Regions from separate parts of the Mus musculus genome. Here regions 1, 2, 3, 4, 6 and 7 are each linked to region 5. Evidence: chromatin contacts called from public HiChIP or PLAC-seq and promoter capture Hi-C data. All regions are on one chromosome and are shown on one strand. The core of a region is the stretch at or near the end of the contact, and the rest is flanking DNA. Distances in the headings are between cores, read along the strand shown. Region 1 holds the start of Zfp239 (zinc finger protein 239). Region 2 holds the start of Zfand4 (zinc finger, AN1-type domain 4). Region 3 holds the start of Fxyd4 (FXYD domain-containing ion transport regulator 4). Region 4 holds the start of Alox5 (arachidonate 5-lipoxygenase). Region 5 holds the start of Cxcl12 (chemokine (C-X-C motif) ligand 12). Region 6 holds the start of Tmcc1 (transmembrane and coiled coil domains 1). Region 7 holds the start of Marchf8 (membrane associated ring-CH-type finger 8).

Region 1 (2,883 bases), core at 207-2,706, 690 kb before region 5:
TAGGACCTAGTAGGAAGAATGTAGGTCACTGGGGATGCACCCTTAAAGTGATATTGGGATCCAGGTCTTTCCCACATGAGGTGAACCAAACTCTGTTTCATAGGTCCAAAACTGAGTCAAGTAATGACAGACTAAAACGATGGAACTTTGAGCAGACAAATCTTTGCTCTTTACAAACTCATTACCCAAGATATTTTGGTCTTAACAACGAAGAGTAACTCGTGGAACATACACCGAGTGAAATGTACGATAGGAGAGCCGACTTCCAGACTACAGGGAGAAAATGCTCCATAGAGCCTTTCAGAAGAGCTTGGTTGGATGTTTTGAGTACTTCACAAGGTGGCAAGGCAGTGTAGTGAGAATTAACATAGAACTTCCGGGTCAGCAGACCCAATGCTGAACCAGTTGATACCGTTTGCTAGATACATATTGTAAGGTCCCAAATGCTCTCGTTCCCTTGTATAAAATACCAATCTCACAATGAAGCTTGGCAATAAAGAGAAAGACCACAAGGACCTCACTCTAGGCAAATACTCAATGCTGATTTCCTAGTTTGTTCTAAGAAAGAAAAGCTGTATCTAGCTCAGAGATGAGGCATTTTTGGTGAAAGAAACTGCAAGTCACCTGAAGCATGGTCATATTTTCAGGGAGGGGCAGATTCTGCCTAGGGTAGTTCTGACATGCCCATCTCCTCAGACCAACCTATTTCAATACTGAAGTTCTGGAGTGGGTGTTCTCAGGTTCTGTGCATCTTCTCACTGCGTGCATTACAGCTACCCAGTATCCCTTGCCAGACCGTCCTCTCAGAAATCTGACTGGTTTCTAGGTCGCAGAGGGGAGGGCTGTGCAGCGGAAACCTTAGTACTCTTAGGGGTCTCTTCTAGGAGCCTCTCTCATGGTCTCCTGATGTCCAGCAACATCATCATTGGACCCACCCAGGTCAGAACTTGGTCAAGCAAGAGGAGGGTGTCTACGGAGCTGCGGTTTGCTCTGCTGCAGGGGCCTGGCCCTCCGTGAGGGTGGCCTGGTGCACGGGGTGTTACTGGGGGTTTGGGGGTTACCGTGGCTGCTAGCACGTGGGATCGCAGCCGCAAGGAGCCTTCCCAGCCTCGGAGCCTGGCTCCGAGTGGTAATGCCCCCTAGTTTGGACCAGGACACCGCTGCCCACCCCTGGGGCAGCCCAGCTCTGCTCACCTCTTGTAGGTAGAACCCACACCTGGTAACGCAGGACTCCCGAGCATCATCGAGGATTCGAACTACAAGTCCCAGAAGGCTGCGGGCAGGAAAGCGCTACTTCCGAGCTCACTTCCGGCGACGATGGGCTCACTCTTGTGAGCCCCCAGTTTGAGGTTGTGGTTGGCCCTGAATAGTTCAAGTTGTTGTGCACTCTTTTCGTTGCAGACACATACAGTTTTAAAATACTCCCCCAAGGTGTCTTTTACTTGTTATGATGATGCTAGAGGGTAAAAAATCATTATAAAATTGTCTTCAGCCTTAAAAATATTCTGAAGCTGTTAATAACCACTTTAAGTGAATAGTGTGGTATATGTATTCACAGCATGTAATCTCATCACTAGGGCCGAGGAAGGAGGTTTGTGAGTTCGAGAAGCCCGTGTCGAAATTTAAAAAAGAAAGAAAAGAATCGATCACTGGTTACTCCATGCTCTTATCTTTGGAGTACAGTCTCCAGATATTTATTGCGCAGGTCACCAACGCCTGTAATTCTAACTCCAGTGATCCCTACACCCTCTTCTGGACTCAGGCGCCTGTGTTCATGTACAATGTGTTCATGTGTACAAACCTACACACACACAAACTTAAAAACAGAATATTTTTAAGAATCAACAATAATGTATTTGGATATAAAGAACTAAAAACTGGATCATAAGGTTGACTTAATAGATCAGTGAACTTCCAAACCCAAAAAATAATTTTAATCATAAAATAGCCACCCCTCCAGAAATTGATGCCATTAAATCTGAAAGAAAATGTCAACGAAATTCTAAGGAATCAATAGTATTAAATGTCGCTAAGTTTCACTTACCAACAGGATTTCAGAGTGTTTTCTGAGTGTGCAGTCGTCTCCCAAAAGGATCTCTAGGTAAACCTGTGACATTAACATCCAATCTGTAGCCCACATGGTCCCCAGGAACGTTGTGAAAGCCCATCACAAAACTCTTAAACCTCAGACTTGAGACTTCTTTTTACAAATATCTTTTGTTCATATATTTCCCTCTGTGTGTGTAAGCCCTTCCCCCGTGGGTGTGGCCATCCGAGGACAACTTGCAGGAGTCACCTCCTTCCTTCTTCTCCGTGGATCCTGGGGATTGATCGCAGTCTGGCAGGATTGGCTGACAGGCACCCTAACCAGAACAGCCCGATTGTTCTTCTGAATGTGGCCTTTGTAAAGGACAGTGGTGTGTCACAGAAGGTTGGACACACTGTTTTGTTTTGTTTTATAAAGATTTAATTATTTATTATAGGATTACACTGTAGCTATCTTCAGACACTCTAGAAGAGGGATTCAGATCTCATTATGGATGGTTGTGAGTCACCATGTGGTTGCTGGGAATTAAACCTTTGGAAGAGCAGTCAGTGCTCTTAACTACTAAGCCATCTCTCCAGGTCCCTGGACACACTGTTAACAGTTACCAGAGTACTGAACTTTGTTCTGCCCAGAGGGTCTTAGGTATTTCATAGCAGAAACTAGTAACAGAATGGGGCTAGGAAAGGCCGATCGTTTTAAAGTCAAGGCTATTTGGAATGCTTAAATTAGGTGTTGTGCATTCAGATAAAAATAGATTATAACATTTAAACCCAATATGTATGGTATCACTTTCCACTTTCTAGGAATCCAAGGTGCATGTTTTCTATTATTTATTT
Region 2 (2,967 bases), core at 17-2,516, 900 kb after region 5:
TGCCTATAAGTAGAAGAAAATCAGCACAGCAGTAGGTGCATCATCAGTGGTACAAGAACTCCCAAATGAAGTTTGGTCCCAGTTAGTGGCATAATTTCCAATACACAAAAAGAACCGAGGGTGGTGACCATATCTGAAAGCAATTGTGTTGCATACTTTTTTGTTTGGTTGGTTGGTTGGGTTTTTGTTTTTGTTTTTTTCGAGACAGGGTTTCTCTGTATAGCCCTGGCTGTCCAGCCCTGGCTGTCCTGGAACTCACTTTGTAGACCAGGCTGGCCTCGAACTCAGAAATCCGCCTGCCTCTGCCTCCCGAGTGCTGGGATTAAAGGTGTGCGCCACCACGCCCGGCTGTGTCATACTTCTCAGCAAAGGAAATTAATGTAACAAGACAAAAGGTTGTGCTGGCCGGCTAAACCACAGCAGAATATTACATGGCCTAGTGGAAGCTCAAGTGGGCCAATGACCTAGCGTACTAAAACTGGGTCCATTGAGGCCTGCAAGCATCCTCAAAGTGGCCCGTGGTATGCATGAATGAGCACTGGAAAACCAATTGACAATAAAAACGTATAGTGATGTTTAATAATATAAGTAAATAAAACGATGATTAAATTGCTAATTTATCTTGAAAACTGTTAGAGAAAAATCAAAGTGAATTTCCAACATTTCTTTCATCTTTTGAAATGTCTAAAACCAACCAACAAAAGCGGCAATAACTGCACTCAAGGGGTAATTTCAGTACCTTGGCCTTTGCTTCCTTCTCGTCCACAGGAACTTAGTCACACGACGAGTTAGTTTTTAATTTTTCCCCCCAACATAAATATACCCACAATATGTTGCAGCCTTTTAAAAAGGTGACTCTTGTCCTTTTACAGATGTGTGAAAATCGAGCTACAGATTAGAACCACACTCTGGCCTAGGAGCGATGCACAAGTGCGGGGGTGCTGCCCTGGGGCCACAACCAGCAGGGACCACACTCAGACCCAAAGTCGGGTCAGCAGCACCCCGAGCCACGGGTACGACCAATTTGTCCGTGAGTCCGTAGGCAGAGAAGCACGGGTGTGACCAGGCTGCAGCTGAGGCGGGCGCACCGGGGCAGCGAAGACGCAGCAGGCCCTTCCACCACCCGCCCTCCCTCCGGGCCGCGCCGCGCCCCGCCCCGCCGCGCCCCTCACCCGCTCGCCCTCCGGTGGTCGCGTCCGCCCGCTCGCTCGCTCGCCTGCCCGCAGGCGGATAGGAGTTCGCGCGCCCGAGACGCCGGCCTACGCTGGCCCGCGAAGCTCCGGTCCCGCCCTTTGTGACACCGCTCACCAATCGCCGATCAGCGCTGCCGACGCCCTCCAATCAGCTCGCGAGGGGCGGGGCCTAGTCTTCCGCGGCTGGCGGTTGCTCGGACGCCGGGGTCGCACGGGCTTTCAGGAAGGGTTGTCGGTTAGAACTGGCCCGTATGTTGACTCTTTATAACTGGTTGCAGGACCCGTCTAGGGCAGGGTAGGAGACTGGAGACGGGGCACAGCGTCTGGGAAGAGCCGGCACCAGAGTGGCTGGGGCACTTCTAAGGTTCTTTGGGGATAGGAGGGTCTTTGGCATTTGTTATTTACTCATGGCCTAGGACACTTAAAAGGATGTCCATGCTAGTCACCCTTTTCTTGTACTCCACGTTCTCCTAACATTTCTGACTCAGTTGTGTCATCTGTAAAATGGGAACATTTCTATATGCCTTTTGCATTTGAGCAACTATTTGAAGATTATAGGTCAAACAGTCTCAACCTGAGCTCAGATCCCGTCCTACTTTTGCTGTGCACCGAGCTGAAGTGGGATATAAACTGACTGGCTTTCTGACTACACATGCCTTCCAACTAGGTTGGGCCCCTGCTGCTTCGGTTCCTTCATAGGAGGTTCAACTCAAGTGTTTTACCAGGAGGACTGCAGAGGACCATGAAAGCGCTCCCTCATAGTCAACTTGCAAAAGAACCCTGGCCCTGATCAGTCTTCTCCCACCCTCTCATTATCCTCCGAGACCTGAGCCACTAGTCTCCACAGTTTCAACTCCTCGGGACTGAGGTAGATGGTATGGTGAGGCCTTTTGTCAGCCTCTTGCTCTTAAACTCAGCCCATGACTGGGCTGATAACTTCCAACTCTATTGAGGCCAGAGCCATGATGGTAACATGAACAGAGCCTAGGAGGACAGTGCCTGCGCAGGACATCGTGATCACTCACAGCACTCACGTGCTCTAGCATCCAGTGGATGCGCTTAAATTTTATTTTTTTAGCTTAACATTTCATAACCTCATCAAACCATACATCACCAGTCATAACCTACCATTTTAAAGGGCAGACAAAAAGGTCTATTCTCAACAACAATCTTGCAATTTTAGTACTGAAACCATTTACAAAGGAGGAAACAAAAGCTATGAGAGGCAAATTTTTGCCTACAGATAAAAAATCCCATTTCCTGTCACTTCTGAATTCTGACTGGGGTAGCCAGATAATGTAGCCATGATGGAGGCTGTGTTCCAATAAAACTTTCTGCACATTATTAAGACAACAGAGGACCACAGTTCCCCTTACAAGATTGCAGACCCACTTTTTGGGAATTCAGTAGAAAGCTCTTCTCATGGGCTTAGAACCCATAAATGCATAACCTTTCACGTGCTAGACCATCACAGCACCCAGACCCACCGACAGAGCAAACCCTTCAGGTCTGGTGCCTGACCACTGCTCGATCTGCACTCCCTGCCCACACATGAAGCCACAAAGCAGTGTCTCCTGTTAGCATGAGCTTCCATGCACTCTTATTAAGTAAGAACAAACCTCTGTGAAGCGTTTATTTTTTATTTGTAATTTTAAGCATAATTAAAATCAATGCAGAAAAATATCAGCTACATTGGGTAAAGGAAGTGAGTGAGTATCTGCTTGTAAGCCCGTGAAGACAGCGTTAGGAGAGCACGTCACTACGTGAAAAACAG
Region 3 (2,887 bases), core at 369-2,868, 770 kb before region 5:
CATGTTTGTTGCCCGGTTGCCGCTGTATTCACAATAGCTAGGAAATAGAACCCACCAGGAAGGCCAGCAGCTGATCAGTGGACAGTGGAGACGGGAGACACATACACAATGGAATTTTACTCAGCTTTAAGAAAAAGTGAAATTTGAGGGGAAATGGATGTGACTGAAAAATATAGTAATTAAGAGAAGTGTGCCGATTGATTTTTGTCAAATTGACATAAACCTAGACAAATCTGGGAAAAGGGAATCTTAATTGAGAAAATGACTCCATATCTGAGGAGAAATGGAGAAAATGCCACCATAAAATTGACTTCTAAGCCGGGTAGTGGTGGCGCACTTCTTTAATCCCAGCACTTGGGAGGCAGAGGCAGGCAGATTTCTGAGTTCAAGGCCAGCCTGATCTATAGAGTGAGTTCCAGGACAGCCAGGGCTATACAGAGAAACCCTATCTTAAAAAAAAAATTGACTTCTAGACAAATCTGCAAGGCATTTTCTTGATTAATAGTCAATTCGGTAGGGTCTAGCTCACCCGGGGTGACATCACCCCTGGCCAGGTGGTCCCGGGTAGTGTAAGAAAACTGGTTGAGGGCTGGGTACGATTACACATCTTTAATCCCAGCACTCAGGAGGCAAAGGCAGGCAGAACATCACAATTACAAAATTAAAAAGAAAGTAACTGTTGAATCCTTTCACAGCCCTTTCCCACCTATCTAAGACAGACAACCTCAACTCTTCTTCAGTGACCTCTAGACAGGGACAAGTCTCCCTCACTTGGGAAAGAGAAGAGATTCGAGGATCATCCAAAGGTCCATGGTAGGATGGTTTGGGCCAGCATCGGACAAAGCAGGCTATCCTGTCCCTGGCAATGTCCCTCCCTCTGTGGGAGGCAGGCAAAAGTCTACCTGGACTGGGACAGTGTCCTATTCCACCTGAAGTAGGTTCCTCAAGTCACAGGGTGTCTAGGTTTAGCAAGAAGGTGGTAAAGTGAACCAATGGTTCCCTGTCAGACCCAGCCCCGTCTCTCTGAACACCGAGTTCAAATAAAAACAGTGCGACTGCCAGTCTCTATTATCTACTTCACTGTCTCCAAGGTATTCCACACAGCACAAGCCAGGAGGCTGAACCCCTGCGGCCTTTAGTGTGTGTGTGTGTGTGTGTGTGTGTGTGTGTGTGTGTGTATGTGTGTGTGAGAGAGAGAGAGAGAGAGATCAGAGATAACTTCTGAGTCAGCTTTCGTTCTACCCTGTGGTTTCTGGGCTCAGATTCAGCTTGTCAGTTGTGGTAACAAGTACTTTTACCTTCCAAGCCATCCTTCCAAACCTGGAGCTTTCTCGTAAGACCTAGGTAGACTGAGGAGGCCCCCTTTTCCTCTGGAGCATGGACTGAAATCCAGTAGTCTCAGTTTTCCCGTCTCTCCCTCATTCCTTAGCTTGAAGGAGCCAGGACCCAGCACTGGCTCTACCCTGGGTGTGGTAAGTGAGCTATGGCCTTAAGAGCAGGTGGGGAGGGCTGCCTACGGGAGCATAAGAGGTAGGACCAGTTCCCTCCAGACTGCTGGTGTGTGGCCCAGGGCGGAGCCCCTGGGTTTAAAGAGCAGAACCCACCTAGGCTCTCCTCAGACTTCCTCTCTGCACCACTCCCCTGGCTCGAGTCATCTCCCGGGTGAGTAGATGTTTGCTGGGACTTAAGTGTGCTCCTTAGAAGGGGTGGCAGAAAGACCATCTGAGGAAGGGGGAGGGGATGCCTCCAAGACTCTGAGAAGTGAACAACTATTTGGGGATTGTGAGAACAGAGATGGCCTCTCCCGGCCTTGAGAGTTCTGATTTTAAGACTGTGTAGCAGCGAGTTCAGGACTAGGGGAAGTAAGGGCCAACCTTTAACAGAAGCAGAAGTAAAATGAAAATGAGACAATCCAGGAGCTGTGGCTTTGTGTGAAGGGGTAGGAGAAACTGATGAAGGACAAAAGAAAACCAGCTTCAGAGACTGGTAGATTATAAACTCCCATGTCCAGGAGATTTTTAATCCATTTTTCCATCTTAAGGCAAAAAGCCCATGTGGTTTATATATACTGTAGCAGGTTTTCAGGGCTAGGTCTATATTTTAGGATTTACATATCATACATAGCTCCCTTAATTTCATCTGCATAATTTACAAGGTTGTTATAATTTTCAGGACACTGAAACACAGAGATATTACCTGCTAAGTCACACACCTGGTAAGTGGATGTGAGAAGACTGAGCCCAGCCAGTAGGTGCTGGATCTGTGATCTCATTAGCAGATCAGAGCTAAGTATAGTAGACAGTAACCGAGGCTTCAAAACTGAACCCTTGGCACTAGCCTATAGCTACCATTATACAGAAAGAAAGGCTGGGGCTTTTTCTCTCTAAAACTCAGCTGCACAAGGGGTGTCACAAGCAATGTAAATGAGGCCCTGGGTAGGACCTACTCACAGGAGAAAGGGGCTATGTCTCTCACACCAGCAGACCTTTCTAGCAGGTACCTATGCTCTGAGTAGATCTGGGGCTGCTTGGAGCAGAGTTCCTGGCTCTAGAAGAGGAGGCTGGAACTGCACCCTCCAGCCCTGTTGTTGAATTCTGAGATAATCTACGACTCAACCGGATTACTCCAGGCCCAGATCTTTTCAAGTGGAAGAGGCAGGGCCTGGACACCTGGTTGGGAAAGCCTAGCTCCTTCGTAGAACAGACACCTACCTCACTTGGAGCATTTGGTTTTATCTTCGTGGATTCCTACCTTCTGTGAAAGAGATGATCGCAAAGCCTACGTGGTCACTCCAGGGTGTTCTGTTTCTGAACACGTAACTAGAATTAAGCAATCCACATACCCGGGTAATCACTAGTACCATCTGTATGGGGAAGTGGAAAGCGAT
Region 4 (2,842 bases), core at 61-2,560, 710 kb after region 5:
CGACAGAGCAGATCCCCTTGGGACAGATGACAATGTGACAGTAAGTGTGAGCAGCGGTGATAGGGTAGCAGTCAAAGAGAGGCAAACAGATTCACAGAAGAAACAACATCTGGGAAGGAGTTTGCACAAGATCTAGAGGTACAGAAGGAAGGCAGGAGAAACCACCCAGAAGGGAAGGGAATGTGCCAAGGATCTGTGGAAATTAGAAGATTCAAAATTTCAGAAGAGAGCTCACTTAGACTGTGGCATGACCAATGTATGGAATGTAGTCATTCCATCCAACATGAGCAGGGTATTATCGAAGGATTTTGTAGATTTAATTGTTATACATTGTCTCACTTGCTAGGTGAGCCCCATCCAATCAACTGGAGGGCAGGAAAAGCAGAATGGAAAAAAATAACCAAGAAGTAGTAGCACAGTTTATTACAGACAAATTAATGCTGCCCATTGTTCCACTGTAAATTAAGGAGGGTGCATTGACCGCCTACCTTCTAGTGACCAGCTGCTTTCCCTTCTCTCTATGGCAACAATGTTATGCTTTTCTGAGCACAGTGGGATAGCCCTCCTCACCTTCCAGCAATCACTCTCCTTAAGGTTTCTTTTCTACCTTTACCCAAAATGCACAGGTAGGCTCTCACTGAAGAGCATCCCACTCTTCCCTAAGACTCTCAGTCTTAACCAACTCCTTAAGCCATCTCCGGACAAGACAACCTCCTTTCCCATCACAAGTCCGCTCTCAGCAAGCATGCCATTAAAGTTCCAGACAGTCCCACAGGTGCAGATTAGGAGTCGCCCACTCGGGCCACTACTTTCTAAGGCTGGTTCCCAGTACCACTAACCATTTCCCCCAAGTTTGCTCCCACCCCGCGCCTCCCAGTACCTTGCCCAGAGAGAGAAGGTTTACTCATTTTGTGAAGAAACCAACATTCAAGTTTCCTTGGGGTCCACCGTGGAGCTACAGGTACTCTCCTTGTGGGCTTCAGACCCCCTGCTCTAAGTGTAACTATTGCATACGCTGTGTGCTGCAACTGAATGAGGACACAGGTAGTTCTTGAGCTGACAGTGAGGGACACTGAAACAGGCAAGAAGCCATAAAGATGGAAGAAATAAGGGATTAATTGACTAATGAAAACAAAAATGCATGAGGGATAAAAGCTAGGTAGAGATGGGGCAGAGGAACAAGGGCTTCAGCCTATCAGAGATCACTGTCCCTCCAGTGCCACAGGAGAGAAGGATGCGTTGGAAGGTGGGGTCCTGGGACTGGCCAGAGACAGGGGCGGAGCCAGCGCCTGAAGGCAGGGCCGGTCGCAGGGTGGAGCCAGACCCAAGCGCAAGGCTGGCCCGCTGCTGGCCACTGTGGCAGGGAGCTGCCGCGAGTGACAGGGTCAAGAAGTTGGTGGGCTGCCACGCCGAGCTTCGCGGGCTCCTGCTCCCACACCAGCAGCACTCACTTGCCCGGAGTCATGCCCTCCTACACGGTCACCGTGGCCACCGGCAGCCAGTGGTTCGCGGGCACCGACGACTACATCTACCTCAGCCTCATTGGCTCTGCGGGCTGTAGCGAGAAGCATCTGCTGGACAAGGCATTCTACAATGACTTCGAACGGGGCGCGGTGAGAATGCGCGCTTGGGACCGACGGCTGGCAGCAAAGAGCGGGAGGGCGGCGGGGCAGGACAGGCAGGCACCTGAGAACTGTCTGTCCCAGCGCGCTCGTGACCCTATGTGAGCGCATCTGGGGATCTGATGCAGCGCCAGAGTCGGTGCATGCCAGGGCAAGCGAGGCACCCTAGACTTCCTGATGACTCGGGTATCTTAAGGGACAAATGACTTCCAATGTGGGGGACTGATGTGGCTGGCCTCTTATGTGAGAGATGGCACAAACTTTCACCAACAGGACCCAGAATTTGTGAGAGGCCCCTTCACCTCGGGAGTTCTGAGGTCCTAGTGCCCCAGAGTCCAGTACCACTGCAAAGCATAGAAAGCCCTGTTCGACAGCTAGCCATTTTGTGTAGACAGTGTAAGTCCAGGGTAAGTCAGAGATCCAGGATCGGGAGTCAACTTGGGCATAATCACTCTTCTATCCCTACTGTGGACCTTCGTTTACCAAACTAAAAATTGGTTAGGTTTAATCTTACCCATGAGTCATGAGGGAGCCCAGTCCCATTTGGGGGCTAGGAATGAGTCCAGGGATTGCCCCCCACACTTAGGTACCCTACATTTCCTGCACTCAGTCCCAGTGGAGGAATGTAAAGGAAGGAAGGTCTGGCCCGAGCAGCCTTTGGAAAGACTGTCAGCAGGGTGCGTGCAAGAGGACACTTCCTCCCTGAGTATTAGCTTCTGAAGGAAAAAAGGAAGAAAGATTTCCTTTCTTCCCTCCTAATACAGACTTTGGAGTCTGGCAGCCCCACAGGCACTGTGGGAGGCCATTCCGTTTGGATGCTGCTGGTGTGTAAAGTCTAGCCCCATGACTTTCTCTTAACACAGGCAGGTCATGGTTTTCAGTGACCCACTAAGTGCCTAGTACATCAGACTTGCTCAGTAAGTGAGTCTGTAATAGACAGGCACGCTGCAGACCCTTGGGGTGGGGGTGGGGGGTTCCTCTTCCTTCTACTACCTCCAGGTCTAAACTAGGCTTAGGTTTGATTTTACCAGGCTGCCTTCTTATCATTTAGTTTACTATTGAGTCGACCCACATGAACTTGCTTAGAATTAACCATTTGTGATAAGCACAATGACAATTTCATATGCTTCCACTAGATAGATCTGTTCAGCCTAAACCAAGGAAATGATAGTTAAGCCCTTTTCTGGGTCCCAAACTCTAAGCACGACGCTTACATTCCT
Region 5 (2,721 bases), core at 220-2,719:
AACAAAAAAAAAAAAAAAAAAAAAAAAAAAAATCGAAACTGCCTTTCATTTCTTTTTTTTTACTACTCCGATCAGCAACTGACTATTCTTTTACAGAACATTTCCCTCGGACTAGGCAACTCCAACCATTCCCGTACCCCGTTGTCACAGGGAAAGAACCCAAACGAACGAGTTGGTGTACTTGGGCAGCATTTAGAGCTCAGTCTCACCAAGAGCCCCGACTGTCCCTCAGTTCTCTCCAGGAAACACCACTGCGGAGGAAGGCAGGGGATCGACTAGTAGGATTTTGTTTTGTGTTCAGAGGCAATGGTTTGTTTTGTTTTGCAGCAACGGTGTCTTGTAACAGCGCTGAGAGTTTTCTCTTCAGTGTCAAAAAAAGAAAACAAAATGAAAGCCCTTTCCCAGTGAAAGAAGACACCACCCTGGGTCTGGGAGACTGAACTCCGCTGCAGCTCTCATTCCAGAGCTGAGGACTCCGGGGCTGGCTACAAAAGCGCCCGTTTGCAGGTGTGTTTGGGGGTTGGGGAGAGGTGTGCATATAGCTTGGGTAACTGCTGAGCCTTTGTCTAGTGACCCGGGTAAGAAGAAAAAGGGGCAGTGAAGAGACGCGTGCTCAGGTCCGCGTCGCTACGGACCAACGAACTGTGCAGAAGCGCGGCCCTGGCTGGCAGCGCGAGTTCAAGAGCTGCGCTGCGCTGCTGGTGGCCCTGAGCCCCTCGAGGGTGCTGTAAGAGAACACGCTACACCCGCAGGGGACGAAACTCAGCCTCACCACTGAACCTATAGCCAAGCCATGCACTTCGAGCTACTTGACCGGTCTTTGAGAGTTTGCTGACACACGCACCACCCGAGTGAACCTCTTGCACGGTCAACTCCGGGACCGCGCTGCCCTTCGCCTCTGGAAACATCTGGGCGCCGGTAGACACTAGCTGAGTGCAGCTGGCGCGCTCCGGGGCCCAAGCCCCGGACACAATCGCCCACGCTTCCATTCCGCGCCGAACCCACTCTTGCCCAACAATCCTGCGGGTCCTCCCCTGCAGCCCTCTCTAGGTCCTATGGCCGCACTTCGCAGAGCACAAAACCTCGGTGCGACCCGTGGGACACGGGAAAGGGCACCCGGTGGGAGTGCGCCCTGCAAAGTGGACTGCCCCAAGTTCGCTTGTAGTGAACGGCGCCGACCGAGTTCTTTCTCCGCGACTTCGGCGCGGGCAGAGGAACCGCGGACCCGAAGGAGCTCCGGCGCAGAGCTGCGAGCCTTTCCCGGGCCCGGCCGCGGATTGCACTCACCGTCACTGATGCAGAGCGCGGCCAGCACCAGGGCCAGCACGGCGACGACCTTGGCGTCCATGGCGTGGGCGGGAGGGCGCGCCGGAGGCTGCAGAGCTGGACAGCAAGAGGACACCGAGGTGGACCGAGAGTGAAAGTGCGGCAGCGGGAGGCGAGCGCTGGGCGCTTTAGAGGCGAAAACCAGGCGGGGCGGGGCGGGGCTCATCAAGGGGCGGGCCTGGAGTGTGGCTGGGGTCTCTGACGCGCATCCCCTGCGGAGCAGCCGCCCTTCCAGTTCCCTACCTACCCACCCCCTTCTTGGCGCCCTCAGTGTCCGCGGCTCCGCTGGGTGCTGAGACCTTTGATCTTCCCAGTCCCCAACTTGGGCGGGCTCTTTGGACCTGAATTGTAAAGAGGCTGGGTCGTAGAGCTTAATGCTCCCATCCTGCAGATAGAGAAACTAAGGGGCTGTCAAAGGCACAAGCCGTGAAATAAGAACCTGAGAGACGAAACAGTCTGTTTCGCCGCATCCAAAAGTTGCCAGAGTACCCTTTCTTTCGTGCCAGGAACTTAAGCTGACCCACCTCATGTCCAGGGTGTCTGTGCCGCAGTGGACTGCTAGGCTTAGGGCAACGTGGACCAATCTACAGTTAGAATAACTTGGATTCCCAGCCAAAGTCTCACTACAGTCATTCCCGGGAAGATGCATTCTAACGTAGGGCTGCGCTACCGAGCAAAGAGACCAAACAGGTCTCCCAGAGATACTCAGTATCGTGAATTTTCTTTGCCACCTCCCCTCTGTACCCCTATTCTCTCGACTGGGGGTGGGTGGATGGTACGAATAGTGGGTGGGTGATTACAACTCTCACCCTGCAGAATGGAAACGGAGGAGAAATGACTGGGTCTCACTCCCGCGAAACGTCCTGATTCTCTGTGCTTGGTTTTAATGTGTGTTCAGTTAATGGAAGCTGGAAACAACTTCTTAAACTTCAGTGTTTCCTGCCTTTCCAGAAGAAAGTCCAGTGTTCTAAAAAGGACCAAAGAGTTCCCTAAGGCCCCGCTCCCTAAAACCCTGCTTCAGAAAGTGGTCATTGGCGCTTTACAAATAGACCCATTGGTGTTCAGCCCTGCCAATAGATCGTTGTGTTCCACTCTGGTCAACCAAAACAACCCCAACCCGGGTGTGGGGAGACACGGGGGAGGGGGCAGACTGAATCTTGGAGGGCTAGAGGCTTTGGGCAGCGTCCTTTGGACCTTCCACTGCCACAGGCAGTGTTGGCCATGCTTCGACCACTTTTCCCACATAGCCAATTAGCGATTTGGATTCTGTTATCATGTTCACCCAAGGGAGTGCACAACAGAGACTTGCCTCTGTCTCAGGGCAATCTGGGAATCATATTTGTGAAGCAGTGGCCAGGACCTTTGGGCCTGGGGCTCCACCTAGGGACTAAAGAA
Region 6 (2,700 bases), core at 78-2,577, 980 kb after region 5:
CTGATCATTTTCCTTGGTGGCTTTATTCATGCTGCCCCTTACATGTGCAAGCTCATCCTCACCACCCTCCAATCTGAGTCAACCCTGCCACCTCCTTCTCCTTCACCTTTCCTTTAATTTATCAAAATGTATATCCATTTTACTCCCAATGTTTTTCTCTATGAGCACACTGCGTCCTTGCTTTCACCATCTTGCCAGTTGCTTCCTGAATGACCTCCCTCACCCAGGCCACTTTTCACATGGCTGCATAATAATTTAAAATCAGACATAATAATCAAGTTCCTAGCCCTGCAACCACGGCTGAAGAAAAGCTCAAAGGCTTCCTGAAACTCTCAGAAGTCCCAAACCTTTTTTATCTACCTCTTTTCACGTGCAGTCTAGGTCCTGACTGCAGCACCCTGACCAGTAGCCCCTTAGCTCCCCTTCTGGCCAGGCCGTGTCCTCACCCCAGTGCACTCTTTGCAACTTAAGGATTGTTAAATTGGACTGTAGCTCCATCATCCCCAACTACATTTCGCCCATTTGGTCTCCATCAGCTTTCAAACTTCACGAGCCAATGGACTCTGTTTATTACCGTTTTCCACTCACAGATCCTCCAATACCGGAAGAAGCTTTGCCATCTTAGTGACGGACGACTGAGTTAGAGACATCCCGATAATTAAAGAGATGAGCTACTAGGGGTTTTGTCATTGACCTAAAGCCAGTCCCTAGTTGGAAGGCCCTGGGAGTCAAGGTAGAGAGAATTGTGCGACTCGGAGGAGTGGGTCCCAGAAATTAGCTTTAGCCTGTTTAGCAGGACAGCTGGCCTGAGTTACTGAGGCTCTGAGGGCACCCGAAAAGCAGAGAAAGGGGCTGAGGATACGTGGGGTCCAGAGGTGGAAGAGCCGAGAAGCTGAAGAGCCCACGGTCCGAGGGGTTGAGAGGCTAAAGAACGACAAGCCGAGGAGTCGAAGAGCCGAGATGCTGAAATGCTTCAGCGTCTGAACTGCAGGAACGGTCAGGAAAAACTCTGGCGGAGGATGCCGCACCACCTGCAGCGCCTCCGCTTACTTGACCTGCGCCCGCGTGGGGGGGTGGGCCTGAGGCGTGGCTACACCTCTGGGTCGGGTCACGCCCCCACGGCGTGCGCGGTCCCGCTCGGCACCGCCTTGCGCATGCGCTGTCGGCGGGAGGCGGAGGTTGTGGGCGGCTGTGGCGACGGGGTGCGCGTTCTCGTTCTAGCTGTCGTTCCCTCGCGCTGGTTCGCGCTCGCGCGCCGGGGCCGTGGCAGCGGCGGCGGAGGCGGCGGCGGCAGCGGCTGAGGCGGCGCGGGGGGCGGGCCGGGAGGGGGGGGTGGTCGGGGTGGGGATGGACCGGGCGCGGCGGCGGCAGCTGCAGGAGCCGGCGCTGGAGACCGAGCCGCGGCGCTGGCGGAGACGCCGGCTGTCCGTCGTCTCTCCACCGGTGAGTAGGACTGGCCCAGGCCGTGGGTGGGGACGGGCGATCTCTTTAGCGCGGCCCGTCGCGGTCGCGGGGCCTCCTCGAGGCCTGGCGCGGATCGGACCTCTGGTCGCTCTGGCGGCGCCGAAGCCCCGGGCCTCCGGCCGGACCCCGCGTCTCCGGGCCTTCTGCCTGTCATTGGGACAACCCCCGCCCCCGCCCCCGCTCGGGCACTCTCCCCCGCTCTCCTTTGGGCAGAGCTGAGCGAGGGGCGTGTGAGGACTCGCGCCCAGGCCCAAGGCCTCCTGGCTAGCCGAGGTCTGAGAGTCCTCCCTCGTCCGGCCCTGCGGTACCCATAAGTTGGCCACCGAAAGTCAGCCCTTGCCACCTGAAACCAGTCTTGCACCTTTTGTTTTGATTTTGAACTCGTGGTTTAACTTGGAGGAGGAAACCCGCTGTCCTGCGAAGAATAGGTGAGATGGGAGTCTAGGTGGTTAGGATGCCCTTTATTAACCCTTTTTGTGGAGAGCAGGGGGCCCGCAGTGAGATGCATTTCGCTACAAAACCTGAGATTTCAGCCTCAGCCAAAGTGTGGACGGTGTTGGTCCAGTGATTCAGTGTCTGTCCCACTCCATCCCTGGACAGCGTTGATGGAGGTTCCCCTACTGGATCTGCTGCTGGGGCTTCTGGAGGTAGCCCACTTGAGCTCTTGGAGAATATCTCTCTGTGCTCTGGTGTCACGTTTTACCTTAGTCTTCATAGATCATAACCAATGTCCAGGCTTAGGTTTTATTGGAAAAAAAAAAAAAACGACTACCATGCACCCCTTCTAAAATGGTTGTTGTCATAGCCTGACATAGTTGTCAAAAGATCCATGTGCACATGCGTCCCTGGAATTCCTAAATTGGCTTTTCTTTTAAGGAAAAAAGAAAAATAGAAAGAAAACAAACACAGTAAAAACCCCAAGATTGAAAAAGCAGGTAACAACTTTAGAATATAGCACAAGTTTGATTTGTTCCTCTCCCTGTCCTGTATCTTAAATTTTAGAAATTAAACTAAACCTTTGTCTTTGAGTGTATAGAATTTGCATAAAGAAATTGTCACAAAGCTTGGAGGAAAACCTTAATAGAAATGGTAAGATATAAAATCCTCCAGGACCTGGGGTCTTACCCCCCAACTTTCATTTACAGATTGAGACTGAAATTGTGAGTGGGTGGTAGTTTTATCAGTGTCTCGTAACAGAGATACTTAGAGGTGGGATTTTAGATCAACAGTACCTTG
Region 7 (2,805 bases), core at 232-2,731, 830 kb after region 5:
TCACAAAGGACAAACTTTTTAAAATGTGTTCTCTGCCTCTATCTTCCCACTGCCAGGATCACAGTGCGCCACCGTGCCCAGCGATTTTCCCTGCTAACATCAAAGTTCAGTACATCTCTTATCAATAAAGTCTCCAGAAACAAGAAGTTAGGAAAGTACACATGGCTCTTTATTTTAACTTCCTCAGTAATTTCACACTCTGCATACCCTCATTCACTGCATCCAACAGGATATTTCGTTTGATTTTATTGAACATAGGGTCTCACACACTGAATCTCTCAAAATGCAAAATTTTCTTGCTTCAGATTTTCAACATTTAGTTTTTAAAAAAAAAAGTGTCCACATCATTCCATGTATAGTTCATACATTCTTTTTCACAGCACGTGATTTGAGTATTCTAAATGAAGTATTCCACTCCCATTTTGAGTAACTAACCAAGCAAGTACATGTGAAGTCTACTATATAGAAGCACGATTGCAGTCCCTCCTGGGGCTGATCAGAAATACTGCTGTTTTTTCCAAGAGATAAGTTATATATTTATTATTTCTCTAATTGCATAACATATAATCGAACAAAATAAAGAAAAAAAAAAATAATGGGAAGGGCCATACTTCATACGTATCTTGAGACATCATCAAATTAACAAAAACATAAAACGACAAAAAAAAAAAAAAAAAACCACTTCATAATAAATCTTGACAGCTGTATGACCACTGTGTGTCTTTACGTGGGGGAGACAAAGAAGCAGAAAAGGGCTGGCTTTCTTTCTTCCTTTGTTGTTGTTTTTTTTTTTTTTTTTTTTTTCAAATGGGCTTTCAGAGAAGCGTGTTTTCTTTTTAAGGGAGGTTTAGCTGCGTTAAAGATACGTGAGAAGAACGTGAGCCATTATAATCCTCCCCTAATAAATTCCCTATTTAAAAAAACTTGACTCAGATGAAGGAGTCCAAAAAAAAAAAAAAAACATTTTTAAAGACGAGCAAATGGGCGGCGATTAAAATGTAAAGCAGCCTACCTACGCTTTGCCTCCAGCGCTTCTACTAGAGCAGCACCGTCCAGACGCCACGTCAGGCACTCAGACACCAGGAATCCACACTTCCATCTCGGACGGACGCGGAGACTGAAGCAGAGGCAGGGAGGGAGGGTTGCCCGGTGCGCGCCCTCACAGCCCAGCCCGGGCAGGACTTCACCTGAGAGAGCCCGAGACCTTCGGCCGCCCGCCGATAGGGTGACCGGACCCCGCCCCGCAGCACGCGGCCTCTCCCCGGCCCGAGACCTCCGCGCACCCACCTGTCGCGGCCTCCCAGCGGCCACACCCCTGGTGGCCCGGAGCGCGCGGCCCCGCCACGCCGCACCTCGGCGCGAGCAGCTCAGGTGGGCGCGGAGCTCCACGCGCGGCCCGCTTCCTGCATGACCCGGGCCGGACGCAGCAGGGCCGCTGGGTCAGCGCGCAGCCTACACCACCCAGCGAGAGGACGCCGACTGACCGGTCACGTGACGCGCCGGTCACGTGCCCCGCCGCGCCTCAGGCTAAAAGCGTTGCTTTGGCGACCTGGGGCGCTGGGAAGGCGGGGTAGCGGCGGCGGCCGCCTGGTAGACTGGCGCTGGGTGAGGCTGCTGGTAGACTCCGCCCGGCTTCACCTTCTCAGTGTAGAGAAAGGTAAACCTTCCGGTGCGCTAGCAAATGAAGTGGGAGCGAGAACTACGCGGTAAAACGTTTGTGTGTATGGACGAGCAGGGTTTTTTGTTTTGTTTTTTCTCTCACTCCCTAACCTAGAGAGACTCTGAGTGTATATGGTATGGATATGTAAATATGGTATTCATAATTTTTATGAGGATATTTCTGTCCATGTAGACAAGACGTATTTGACTCTACTTTGTCTACATTAAACTCATCCCTGATTATACCTGTACACTGGTGTTGTGACTTGTCCCCACCACAGTACTGTTGGTTGGACCCAAAGATTCTCTCAGAAGCTATCATTCCTAACTTTTACAATTTCTTGACATTCTAATTTTCCTAAGTCACATCTTACAGAAGGAGAGGTTTTGGCCACTGGCAGTTTTATTTATCCAATAATCTTTATTACACGGTACATTCAAGGTATTTTTTTTTAAATTCATGAGAGATTTGTAAGGCAATCCCTGCAGTACTCCACGATTTTCTATTGTCTAGAAGTAAGTCTGTTGGTTTAGCTAATCAGGTTACTCAGCATACTCAAATATGCTGGTCAGTTTGCATACTATGCTGTTTAGAGAGCAAACTGTCAGGAGACAAAACATCTGGATCCATGTAGCAAAGCAAAAAATGGGTCCATTCCTGTAGATCACCTTGAAAGCAACATTCATCTAGAAGATGGAATGGTGAATTTTTTTCGTGCAGATTTTTGCTGTGGGAAGCAGCAGCTACAACCTGAGAGAATCCTCCTGCCCTGGTGGCAGGCTTTCCTATAAGGCAGGACTAAACTTCCATTAGTGTCGTACATGGGCAAGAAGAGTCAATTAAGTGATTTGGGGGTGTGGGAGCCTGCCATCCGAAGTGACAAAGATTTCCAAGTTCTAGAAGTGTCTGAGTAGTTGTGGAGCTGGAAATATTATTTAGGCAAAGCTAGAGTCTCCTAACACAAGGATTCCCTACCCAAGAGATTTCTGAAGCCTCTCTTCATCTAAAACAAAGCTCTGAGTCCTGAGACCAAAATCTTGCATCTGTCCAAACAAGGGAACAAACAGGAAGTGGGAAGAAACCTCTGTACTTAGAAGGTAAAGCTGCTAAAATAAAGAAAAAAAGCAGTTGCTTTGAGGTGACCA

What was found. Promoter capture Hi-C pulls out the DNA fragments that hold promoters and counts their contacts. HiChIP or PLAC-seq counts read pairs in DNA pulled down with a chosen protein or histone mark. Capture Hi-C pulls out chosen DNA fragments and counts their contacts.
Region 1: an H3K27ac HiChIP or PLAC-seq map of embryonic stem cells shows a contact between it and region 5, with 6 times the contacts expected there. The contact joins the promoter of Zfp239 here to the promoter of Cxcl12 in region 5. A contact is called at or near these places in 5 of 39 promoter capture datasets (cranial neural crest, frontonasal cranial neural crest, maxillary cranial neural crest and 2 more), 1 of 484 Hi-C or Micro-C datasets (forebrain), 10 of 115 datasets of contacts at active chromatin or transcription factors (astrocytes, craniofacial prominence, embryonic forebrain and 6 more) and 1 of 9 other capture datasets (embryonic stem cells).
Region 2: a promoter capture Hi-C map of liver shows a contact between it and region 5, with 3 times the contacts expected there. The contact joins the promoter of Zfand4 here to the promoter of Cxcl12 in region 5. A contact is called at or near these places in 4 of 39 promoter capture datasets (the 3T3-L1 cell line, hippocampal neurons and liver).
Region 3: a promoter capture Hi-C map of liver shows a contact between it and region 5, with 3 times the contacts expected there. The contact joins the promoter of Fxyd4 here to the promoter of Cxcl12 in region 5. A contact is called at or near these places in 8 of 39 promoter capture datasets (3T3-L1-derived adipocytes, the C10 cell line, cranial neural crest and 4 more), 4 of 484 Hi-C or Micro-C datasets (cerebral cortex, large pre-B cells, liver and 1 more), 1 of 115 datasets of contacts at active chromatin or transcription factors (astrocytes) and 4 of 9 other capture datasets (adipose tissue, embryonic stem cells, liver and 1 more).
Region 4: a promoter capture Hi-C map of liver shows a contact between it and region 5, with 4 times the contacts expected there. The contact joins the promoter of Alox5 here to the promoter of Cxcl12 in region 5. A contact is called at or near these places in 5 of 39 promoter capture datasets (the 3T3-L1 cell line, hippocampal neurons, liver and 1 more).
Region 6: a contact with region 5 is called in a promoter capture Hi-C map of liver, with 3 times the contacts expected there. The contact joins the promoter of Tmcc1 here to the promoter of Cxcl12 in region 5. A contact is called at or near these places in 4 of 39 promoter capture datasets (the 3T3-L1 cell line, hippocampal neurons and liver) and 1 of 9 other capture datasets (pancreatic islet).
Region 7: a promoter capture Hi-C map of 3T3-L1-derived adipocytes shows a contact between it and region 5, with 5 times the contacts expected there. The contact joins the promoter of Marchf8 here to the promoter of Cxcl12 in region 5. A contact is called at or near these places in 9 of 39 promoter capture datasets (the 3T3-L1 cell line, 3T3-L1-derived adipocytes, embryonic stem cells and 4 more).

Annotation. Positions count from the first base shown.
Region 1 is chr6:117,861,454-117,864,336 of GRCm38.p6, reverse strand. It overlaps Zfp239 (zinc finger protein 239), which reads right to left and starts at 1,456. Exons shown (of 4, transcript NM_001001792.2): 1 at 1,195-1,456.
Region 2 is chr6:116,262,518-116,265,484 of GRCm38.p6, reverse strand. Zfand4 (zinc finger, AN1-type domain 4) reads right to left here and starts at 1,266. Exons shown (of 10, transcript NM_001309446.1): 1 at 1,173-1,266. It overlaps Washc2 (WASH complex subunit 2`), which reads right to left. Exons shown (of 31, transcript NM_026585.3): 31 at 2,814-2,967.
Region 3 is chr6:117,936,066-117,938,952 of GRCm38.p6, reverse strand. It overlaps Fxyd4 (FXYD domain-containing ion transport regulator 4), which reads left to right and starts at 1,618. Exons shown (of 9, transcript NM_033648.1): 1 at 1,618-1,662; 2 at 2,173-2,215.
Region 4 is chr6:116,459,646-116,462,487 of GRCm38.p6, reverse strand. It overlaps Alox5 (arachidonate 5-lipoxygenase), which reads left to right and starts at 1,310. Exons shown (of 14, transcript NM_009662.2): 1 at 1,310-1,613. The coding sequence starts at 1,464.
Region 5 is chr6:117,167,283-117,170,003 of GRCm38.p6, reverse strand. It overlaps Cxcl12 (chemokine (C-X-C motif) ligand 12), which reads right to left and starts at 1,469. Exons shown (of 3, transcript NM_021704.3): 1 at 1,288-1,469. The coding sequence starts at 1,348.
Region 6 is chr6:116,192,001-116,194,700 of GRCm38.p6, reverse strand. It overlaps Tmcc1 (transmembrane and coiled coil domains 1), which reads left to right and starts at 1,327. Exons shown (of 6, transcript NM_177412.1): 1 at 1,327-1,443.
Region 7 is chr6:116,336,698-116,339,502 of GRCm38.p6, reverse strand. Marchf8 (membrane associated ring-CH-type finger 8) reads right to left here and starts at 1,481. Exons shown (of 8, transcript NM_001302383.1): 1 at 1,288-1,481; 2 at 1,013-1,117.